Linked DNA regions of Sus scrofa: region 2 is linked to region 1. The links are chromatin contacts, called in public Hi-C maps. All regions are on one chromosome and are shown on one strand. The core of a region is the stretch at or near the end of the contact, and the rest is flanking DNA. Distances in the headings are between cores, read along the strand shown.

Region 1 (4,722 bases), core at 565-3,064:
GGAATGGGGGGAACAAAAATATATCAAGCCTTCTCTTCTCCTTACCCCTAAACTCAGAAACGTTGCCAAATAAAGCAGAGCCAATTAAAAATAACACTCAGCCTCTGCTAGATTCCTTCACCCCAAATGAAAAGCCCTGAATAGTTCAAAAAATAATATTAATAATCTGGTTCATCCTACACTAAGTACCGTGTCTTACCAATTTGCAGCGCTATTTCCTTAATGTGATTGTCTGGGATGGGACCCGCAGCCGCATTAAATATGAAAGAGGAAAAAAACTGTTAATAATTGATCCCAGCCAAACTGCTGCCTTGCAATAATGGACTTTCCAGGCAGAGTTTGGGGGCTTGGGGTGGGGGTGGGGTCTGTTTAGGTGTGAGCAGGGAGGGTTGGGAAGAGCCCTGTGTTACCCTAATGTCAGCTCTTGTGATTCAACCTGGCAGGTTGGAGACGGTGGGACCCCACGGAAATATCAGGGAAGCAGGACAGCTCTCTACCCTCCAGCAGGCAGAGGCCTGTGGGCCACTCTGTGGGTGGGAAAGCCGGCAGGGCAAGCAGAGTAAAGCAGAGATTTAAAAATCTGACCCTCACTCTCCAAAAACAGGTAGGGTTGAGGGCTTTTCCCCACTAGCCTGCAGGTTATTGTTTGGGGGCTAAGAGCCCCCGACCGATTTGCCCTTCTCAACCTTAAAAATGAAAGATCCGAGACTCCGCTCCAGCCCCTCTTTGCAGGCAGCACCTCCTGGAAATTAGCCAGACTTGGGTTCCTGGCGGGGGTGCTTTTGGAGGGGTGGGAGACGGTGGGAAACTACCTTGGGGGGATAAGTTCTCCGCCTCTCTGCAAGCCTCTCTTTCCCCCACCCTTCCTCTCCCCAGGGTCCTTGCAGGATCACTCCTTCTCCACGGCCGCCGGTCGGCCCCGAAGTTCGGAAGCGATTTCCTGACTCCCCGTGAGGCGAACAGCTCCGGCTGGAGCTAGGGAGCCCCAAGGAGAGCAGCGGGGACCGCAGAAAAGGAAGCGGCAATCCGGGCGAGGATGCCAAGGAGGGGAGGGGGTGACCAGAGGGAAGGCTTCCAGGGAGGGGCCGGCGCATCCGGGGAGGGGGCTCAGTCACCCGGTCCTGGGCTTCCCCCGCCCCTCCCGGCGCCGGCTGTGGACCCTGAGCGGCTACTGAGCGAGATCTGCTAGGAACAATCCTCCGCCAAGCTGTTGCATCGCAAATAAAATCCTAATGAGCCCCCTCCCACTTCCCCTTGGCCGGCTTTTACGGTGTGCGCGTGGCGCGGGGAGCTCTGCCAGCCGCGCGATGCCCGGAAGCCCGGTGCGCTCCCGCCCCGGCCCGCGCGGGCTCTCGGCCTCGCCGGCTGCCTCCCTGGCCCCGCCAGCTCCTCTCCCAGCCGGCGGCCGGCGGCCTCTTCCCGGGCTTTCTGCCCGGGCCTCCGGGGCGCGGGGAAAGGGAGGCCCAGAGAGCGGCGAGCTGGCCCCTGCGCCCCGGGTCCCTCCTGGACTTGGAGGAGTGGGGGCGGCGCTCCGCCGGCGGCCTCAGTCTCCCCTTCTGGGGCACCCAGCTGCCTCCCTTCCTTCCTCCCAATTCCCTCCGCCCCCGCTCGCTCTCCGGTCACCGCCGCGTTTTCCCTTCACATTGTCCGCAGTTTATTGCCTCTCCCCTCCCCTCCCCCTCGCCTGGCCTTCGGCCTGGGTATTTCCTCACTTTTTATAACTTACTTTGATCCGGCCTCTCTTTGTCCTCGCTTCCTTCGCAAATTTTATTGTCCCCGTAGCCGGGTCTTTGATTAGACAGGACGGCCTCCCTGCCCGCCGAAGTTTCCAAACTGTACTCGGGCGTGCCCTGCTTGAGCAGCTCCCCAGGCGCGCCCAGCAGCGGCTCCGCCTTCACCGCCGCCTGGCCCTGCCCCGGAGCAGCTTCGCCGCGCGGCGCTGGCTCCAGCCAGGTGCGGAGGTACCTGCTCTCGGCCGGCGGGACGCCCTGGGGCTGGATGTAGGGGTGGTAGACGGACGGCAGGCTTCCGGACGCGTGCGGGCTCAGCGGCGCCCAGGAGGCGCCGAACACCGGCGCTTTGGGCTGGAAGCTGCACGAGGGGAACTCCAGGTGCTCCGCGTGGCCCGGCTGCCGGGGGCTCGCGTACTGGCCGGAAGGAAACTTGGCTGGAGGCGCGTCCTCACTCTCGTGACTTATGATCGAGTCGACATAATAGCTGCTAAGCGTCCCAGAAATGGACATTCTCAGACATTATCCGGGCGCTCGCAGGGGGAAGGGAAGCGCTCGCGCGCGGCGCCCAAGCAGGGAGAGGTGGCACCCAGACCGGTGTGAGGGCTTTCGGACGCGACCCCCCCAGCCCCCCACCCTCCCACCCCCACCCCCTGCTCAACTTCTCAGCCAACAAAGTACAGTGGAGCAGCCCGGCTCAGCGCTCCTTGCAAAATGATTGGTCAAAGTTTTTCCGACTGCCTGATAAAGCGTCAGCTCCGACATAAATCAATCGGGCGAGGGGGCTGCGCTCTCGCTGTCATCCGTCCGCACAGCATTCCATATCGAGGATGGATTGTTTTATGCTGATGCAATGTGCTATCACGTCAGGGCTCCGGCGGCCACGTAACCTCAGCCCGAGCTGCCGGCCGCCCTCCCCCCCCCCTTTTGCAGGAAGGGGGGGCAGTTCTCGACGTGGGGCGGCGGGGGCGGAGGAGAGGCGGAGGGAAAGCAGCGGGCTGCCTCGAGAGGGACGTTGGCTATGGAGCCCTCTCCCCAGGCGCATCCCAGAGGGAGAAAGGGAGTGTAGGGCAGCGGGAGAGAGGGAGCCCCAGCCTGGGGAGCAGCCGGAGAGGCCCACAGCGTAATTAAAGAAAGAGGAGGTGGTCCCTTCCCCCTCCCCCCACTAACACACCTCCACTCTTCCCTGCCGGCCCTCGTTTCCTCTTCTCTATCTCTTGACGCAAGATGTTTATTAAACAACAGCAGGGCAGCAAGCCACTGGAGATGAAGTGAAGGGGATGGGGGAGAAGTTGGGATTTTATAGGATTGTTGTCTGCGCTGGAGGGGGGCACTCTGTAACTAGTTTGGGAGGTTTGCGGGCCTGAGAACGTCTTCTGACCCCTCAGTAGCTGAGGGAGGAGAGAGGGGAATCAAAGGGCCGGTGTGTCCAAAGATCCTGTCCTAAAATTTAGCTGTCCTGAAATTTAGACCCCACAGGGGGCTACAGAGATTCATCAGGCCCTGGAAAGTTGAGCCTCCAAAAGAGTTTCATACAATGAGTCAAAGCTCTTTTAAGTTTCTCAAGCCTCTCTCTGGTCCCGGTCAGAGGAAGGGGGAGAGGGGCACAGACATTTCTCCTTCCCTCCACTGAATAACAGGCCAGGCCCTTAAAAGCACCCAGATGGGGGAGCTGAACAGGAGAAAGGGTTAAGGGAACTCCCCTAAGGTGTCAGCAGAGCAGAGGTGTGGGAAGGGGTCCAAAGTTATCTCCCCTTCCACCCCGTGTGGTAGGAGGTGAATCCGAGTTTCCGCCTGTCCTGCCGCCTCTTCACCCGGTTTTGCGGGCTCGGAAGGATTTCCAGATCCCCATCTTGGGCACCAGGATGGACAGAGAGTCTGCTGGGTCAGTCTGCCGCCCACCCACCGCTTTGCCTCCTGCAGACGTTCTCGCAGGAGCGTCCAAATAGCCCGTTTTATTGGTATCTACCCTGCGGCCCAGCGCAGAGGCTCCCCCGGGGCCACCGGCTGCCTTCCTGGCCCATCTTCAGTCCATCGCTCCTCCGGCTCCTGCCCAGGGTGCAGTCACTTCTCTGAGATGTGGGCGCTCAGGGAGCCGAGCCCCTGGACAGACCCAGTTTTCCTCTGTGGGGTTCAGGGGCAGGCTGGGGCCGATTATTCTCAGCATTCTCCGACCCCGGGGCCCTGATCAGATAGGCTGGCCCAGCCCTGTGGTTTTAACAAAAGCGGGGCCATTCTAATTTGAGGTTTTCTCTTTGGGGCCATGTACCCCTCTGCCGGGCAGAAGGCTGCGGATCACCTCCGCACATGCACAGAAACACTCCCGCCCGCTTTTCTTTCCAAATGAAGCCATCTCATGTCATTACGTGTGAAATACGAGGGCAAAGCGCCATATTTCTTCACATTATGGCGATTTCAAAATGATTTTTTAAAGATCAATGCCGGAGCCCAGCCGGCCCCCTCCTTTTCCAGCCCAGCTCTGCGAGGGCGACAGCCCAGCAGATCCGGAACCAAACAGCGTGAAGATCTGCTTTTTTCCACGAGACCCAAGTGGGAAAACAGAAATCCGATGCAAATTCTTCTAAGCAGCGGTTGGCCGCTTGGGAAAGTCGAAGGAGCTCCCCAGACTCGCCAGTGAGAAAGCTGGGCGCCTAGTGAATGAATCACAGTTAAGGCAAAGCACCTGTTCTCGATTTACCAGACGTGTAGAGTCTGCTGTTGGCTTTACCTATAATAAATATATTCTTTAGGGGGAAAAAAATCTCCTCCCCTATTATAAATAATGGTGTTATGAAGCATGGCAGGCTGGGTATATGACTTTCTGTAGCATATAAATTAGGACCCAAAAGGACATGTGGACTGTGGGCAGGGACTTTTTTTATTTATGGCAAAGTCACAGCCCTGGGCTCTTCTTAAGACCCAGGCTGTGGGGGTGCTGGGCTCTGGCTGCAGCCCTTGTGGTTCCCACTCTGGCCCTGGCTTTGCCGCTGCC
Region 2 (4,722 bases), core at 1,519-4,018, 71 kb after region 1:
CAAATATCTATTTCATATGGATTCCAAATGCCCAGTGAAGCCTGAACATTAAGGGAGGACTTGGAAAGTTCTGGAGAGGGAGTGGTGAATTATCCAGGCTCTTTCTCAAACCCCATTTCTCTGGCAGGAAGGAGAGCAGACCTGGGAAGGCAGCCCACTGGCTTCACTTCCGCACACAGTCAAAGTTGAAGAGTTGGGGATGGGGACTTCTGAGACCAGTGGGTACTACGTGGGGAGGGGGGCAGGGAGGGAGAGTCACACCCTCCAGTATTGTCCAGGCTGCCTAGCTGTCATCTTAGAAAAATGCTGAATTGGCAGCATAATGACAGCAGTGAATCTGCCATTTCTTGTCTCCTCTGCCTTCACTGGGATGGAGATGGGCTTTGGAAATGGAGATCCAGAGGAAGCTGTCCTGCTACCAGTCTCCTTCCAAGTTTATTCATGATCAGCTCAATCCATGAAAGCGGTTTCTAAAGTGCTCTACAGAGCTCTAGATAGAAAATATGATACTAATATGGCAACTAGTGCTGGTTATGGTGATTATTGCCACTGCCAGGATGAATGATTATGACTGGGACAAGGTCCTTTGGGTGGTGTTACCTGGAGAACTGGGCTGTAACTCTGAGCCGTGCTGACTCTCTAGGACAAATGGGATACCCAGGCTGTTCCTGAGAAATGGCCCAGGAAGAGTGTCATCTCTGAGGGCCTCTCAGCAGAGTCCTGAGCCCCCACCTGGCCCTGGCAGGATCAAGGTCTACCCAGGATACGTCCCACCGCCCCAGCCAGGGAGCTCCCTCACGGAGTAGCGCTGGTTTTGACCTTGGCCAGAACCTTCTTCTCCTTGACCCGGCGATTCTGAAACCAGATGGTGATCTGGCGCTCTGAGAGGCTGGTGGCCGCCGAGATCTTGCGCCTCTTGTCCTTAGTGATGAATTTGTTAGCTGAATACTCGCGCTCCAGCTCCCGCAACTGCCCCTTGCTGTAGGGAATGCGTTTCTTGCGGCCGCGGCGGAAGGCACAGCCCTCCGGAGGGTGTTGCGCGCTAGAGTCTGCGCAGCAGGAGAGGGAGGGAGAGAAAGACAGGCTCAGACCACCGCCTGGCACAAGCCCAGATGCAGACCCAGGCCCCACCAGCTAAGTCATCGTGCAGGAGCACCCAGGTCATCCTACAGGCGTTCTAGTGTACTCCCCCTTCCCCTAAAGCGCAGGAGGGCACCTCAGCTTCCAGCTGGTTCTCTGATCACTGCTCAGCTTTGGCAAGAGAAGCTTTCTACAGGCCACCCTCTTTCATCACTGCTCTCATGCCGGCAAACACACCATCACACATAGCCAGAGCTTTGCCCACCTTCTGCATATGTACATCCACCCTTCACATGCATTTTCCCACTCTTGGCCACTCTTGTAGAGACTACAGTCAAATTCGGTACAGAAGGGAACATGTGTCTGCCCCAACTCCCAACACACACACACACACACACACACATACACACACCTAAGTCATGGCTGTAGGAAATCTAAACTTCCCCTTGGAAACTGAAAAACACAATCTGAGAGAAGGTAAAGTGTTAAATTCTTTACAGAACATTCAATATTTCTGTTCCCTCCCACCCCACCCCATTCCTACACTCAATTAATTAAGAGTTATTTTATCCTTTTGTAGAATTAAATTGGGATCCTGCTTGGCAGGGACACCCTGAACCCCAAACAACAGCAAAGAGAGCCAAATTCTCCGGCATATTGAAAGGCTGGTCCCAAGGCTTCCGGGGAGATCAGAGGCCTGGTGGTCCTCGGGTTTTGGAGAGCACCCAGCTCGGGCCTCTCACACTGACCCTCTGAGGCCTCCACCCAGGCTCTCTAACTGCCAAGACCTGCCTTAAGAGTCCTAGTGGTCAAGCAAGGAGAACCAACACCTCCTCACCAGCCCCAAGTCTCCCTCCACCTCTTCCCAGGCAAGTGCCAACCAAGCCTACAATCCTCCATGCTCACCGCTGAGGGGATCCAGAGTAGTGGGCAGTTTACCTGCAAATGCCGCCTTCCAGAAAGAACCGGATGGGTTCTGTTCTCCCTGGCAGCACACCTGGCTGTTCCAGCCACCGGTGAGGGCCCAAGGCTGGTAACTGTCCACAGGCAGCAGGGAGTCGTGGCGAGGCTCCGCTGGGGTGCCGAGGGTCTGCACCACCGACACATCCAGGTAACTGGCCATAGGCTGGTAGGGTCCCGGGTACCCCGGATAGAAGGCAAACTCGGTAGGGCGGCTGGGGTACTCCTCCCCGGCCGTGGGAGTCTCCGCAGGGTAGGCGGCCAGGGTGGCCCCCTGGGCACAGGGTTTCAGTGAGCTCCGGGACACTCGGCAGGAGTAGTACCCGCCTCCAAAGTAGCCATAAGGCACCGGAGCTGGGGACGCCCCCTGGGGCACCCCGGAGCATGGGTGGCACTGCTTTGGCGGTTCCGCAGAGCCCGGCAGATCCAGGGGGGCGTAGTTGACAGCGGGCATCAGTGTAGGCGCCGCTGCTGGGTGGCTGGTCAGTGGGGAGTGGGCGACCAGATTCCGACTCCCTCCGGCTCCCAGCAAGCCTTCGATCTCCTTGGCCCCGTCCAAGGTGGCATAGTTGCCGGGCTCCATGGGGCCGAACGTCGGCTCATGGGGTGCTGGGGGGTGGGGGATACAGGAGGCACCCAGTTCGCTCTCCCCACCCAGACCCGGGGAATCTAAAGCGTTTTAAATCGCTCCCAGCTCCCTGGGCCCCTGCATTCGCTCAGCCTGGCCGTCTTGGCCGTCTTGACGCAGGGGACGCAGGTGCCCGGGCTCGCGCGCTGATTGGCTGCGGTCTGGAGGAGGGGAGCCAATTAAAATCGTCCTGGCAGAAATTGCGAACATACTTTCTCTCTTTCTCTCTCTCCGCCTCCCTTCCTCCCCCTCCCCTTCCCCTCCCTCCCTCCCTCTCTCTCCCTCCCTTCCTCTCTCTCTCTCCCTCCCTCCCTCTTTCTTGGTCTTTTATTGCATTTGGAAAACAAGAGAGAGAAGAGAGGAAATGGGGTCCTTTCCCTGCCCCCCCCCCGGAGCAGAGCAGCTACGCGGGGGTTGGGTTGGGGAGAAATGGAAGGCGGGAGAGGTGACGCGGGGCCGGCCCCACCTCGGTTGCCTCCTCTCCCTCTCTGGCTCTCTGTCTCCTGTGCTTTGGCAGGTTTAACGAGCGAATATAAAGCTTTCCCTATAAAGTGGCCATCTCGTGGGGGGAAGGGGAGTCGGAGGTGGGGCCGGGAGGCCGCCGCGGGCCTGAAAGGGGAACCTGGGAATGCGCCTGAGCGCGAGGAGGCCGGGAAATGGGGATTAAAGGATATTTCTTTGGGCCCCGGGTTCTAGCATCCCAGTTCAGTCTAGGTGTCCCTCCCATCCCGGATGCGCAGTAATAAGTTGCTCCCAGTCCCAGGGGAGTGCCTGGGACGCCTCTTCCACAGGGACCCCAGCTACTGCCCAGAGAGCTCAGGATTTGGAGAAGGGTGGAGGCGGGGGTGGGGAACCACTCAGAGCTCCCAAGAAGGAGATCTGAGAACTGGAGCCGGGACGAGCTAAATGTTCAGAGCTGAAGCAGAAATGCAGCATCTAGAGCCGGCTTGTAAAAGGGGGTCTGGGTTGCCTTTGAGGTGGGGGAGATATGGAAAGATGACACACATGACCTGTATATTCTGAGAGGCAGAGAAAGAGCCAGGGAGAGTGGCACAAAAAGGGAAAGAGAGAAATTGAAGGAAGGGAGAGGATCTTATAAAATCCTGAAGTCCCAGTCAGAAAAGATAAACCCTTTCCTCCCTTTACTGGGATCTAAGGAATTTCCAGGAAACTAGGCCTGACCCACTAGCCCTGAACTAGTTTCAGGGATTCTAGACCCCAAGAATGCAGAAGCCTGGCCTGTGTGAAGTTGCCCAGACTCTCTGCCCTTCAGTCCTTTTCCTATGTTCCAAGGGGCCCAGGAAACTCACCCTGGCCCTGGCACACTTCCACCCAAGCTGAATGTCCAGAAAGCCCAGCACCCCATCTGCTTCCTTCTGGCTTTTCAGGACCTTAAGAGGAAAAGAAGGTGGGAGAGGAGCCCCAGCCACGGAAGGAATTAACTGAGGCCCCTCTGTTGGGGCCTATTGTGCAGTGCAGAGCAGAAGACCCAAACCAGTTTATTTCCCAAATCTGTCTTCAGAGACGTTCTGTTTCCATCACTACCCCTCCCAAATCAAATCTTTCTGGGTTCACTTTTTCTAGGACCCACTTTTTTGTTTGTTTTTGTTTTTTCTGGAGAAGACAGAAACTTTTTTTTCTTCTTTTTTCTTTTTTTTCTTTTTCTTTTCCTTTCTTTTTCTTTCTCTCTTCCTTTCTTTCTCTTTCTCTCTCTCTTCCTTTTTTTCTTTTTAGAGCCGCACCTGAGGCATATGGAAGTCCCCGGGCTAGGGGTTGAAATGGAGCTACAGCTGCCAGCCTACACCATAGCCACAGCAATGCAGGATCTGAGCCACGTCTGCAACCTACACTGCAGTTTGTGGCAACACCAGATCCTTAACCCACTGAGCAAGGTCAGGGATCGAACCCACATCCTCTTGAATACAAGTCGGGTTCTTAACGTGTTGAGCCACACCAGGAACTCCAAGATGGAAACTTTTCTATTCTACACCAGCATCAGGACAATTATATAGAACAGAAAACCCTGCCCTCTAGGTGGGCTCAGTCTTGCTCCT

What was found. A called contact is a pair of places that touch in the nucleus more often than the background predicts.
Region 2: a contact with region 1 is called in a Hi-C map of epiblast stem cells, with 2.1 times the contacts expected there. The contact joins the promoter of HOXB13 here to the promoter of HOXB8 in region 1. A contact is called at or near these places in 3 of 47 Hi-C or Micro-C datasets (epiblast stem cells, fetal skeletal muscle and undifferentiated spermatogonia).

The regions. Positions count from the first base shown.
Region 1 is chr12:24,877,892-24,882,613 of Sscrofa11.1, forward strand. HOXB8 (homeobox protein Hox-B8) reads right to left here and starts at 1,815. Exons shown (of 4, transcript XM_021067111.1): 1 at 1,727-1,815.
Region 2 is chr12:24,947,893-24,952,614 of Sscrofa11.1, forward strand. HOXB13 (homeobox protein Hox-B13) reads right to left here and starts at 2,769. Exons shown (of 2, transcript XM_003131551.3): 1 at 2,020-2,769; 2 at 415-1,049. The coding sequence starts at 2,623. The coding sequence ends at 796.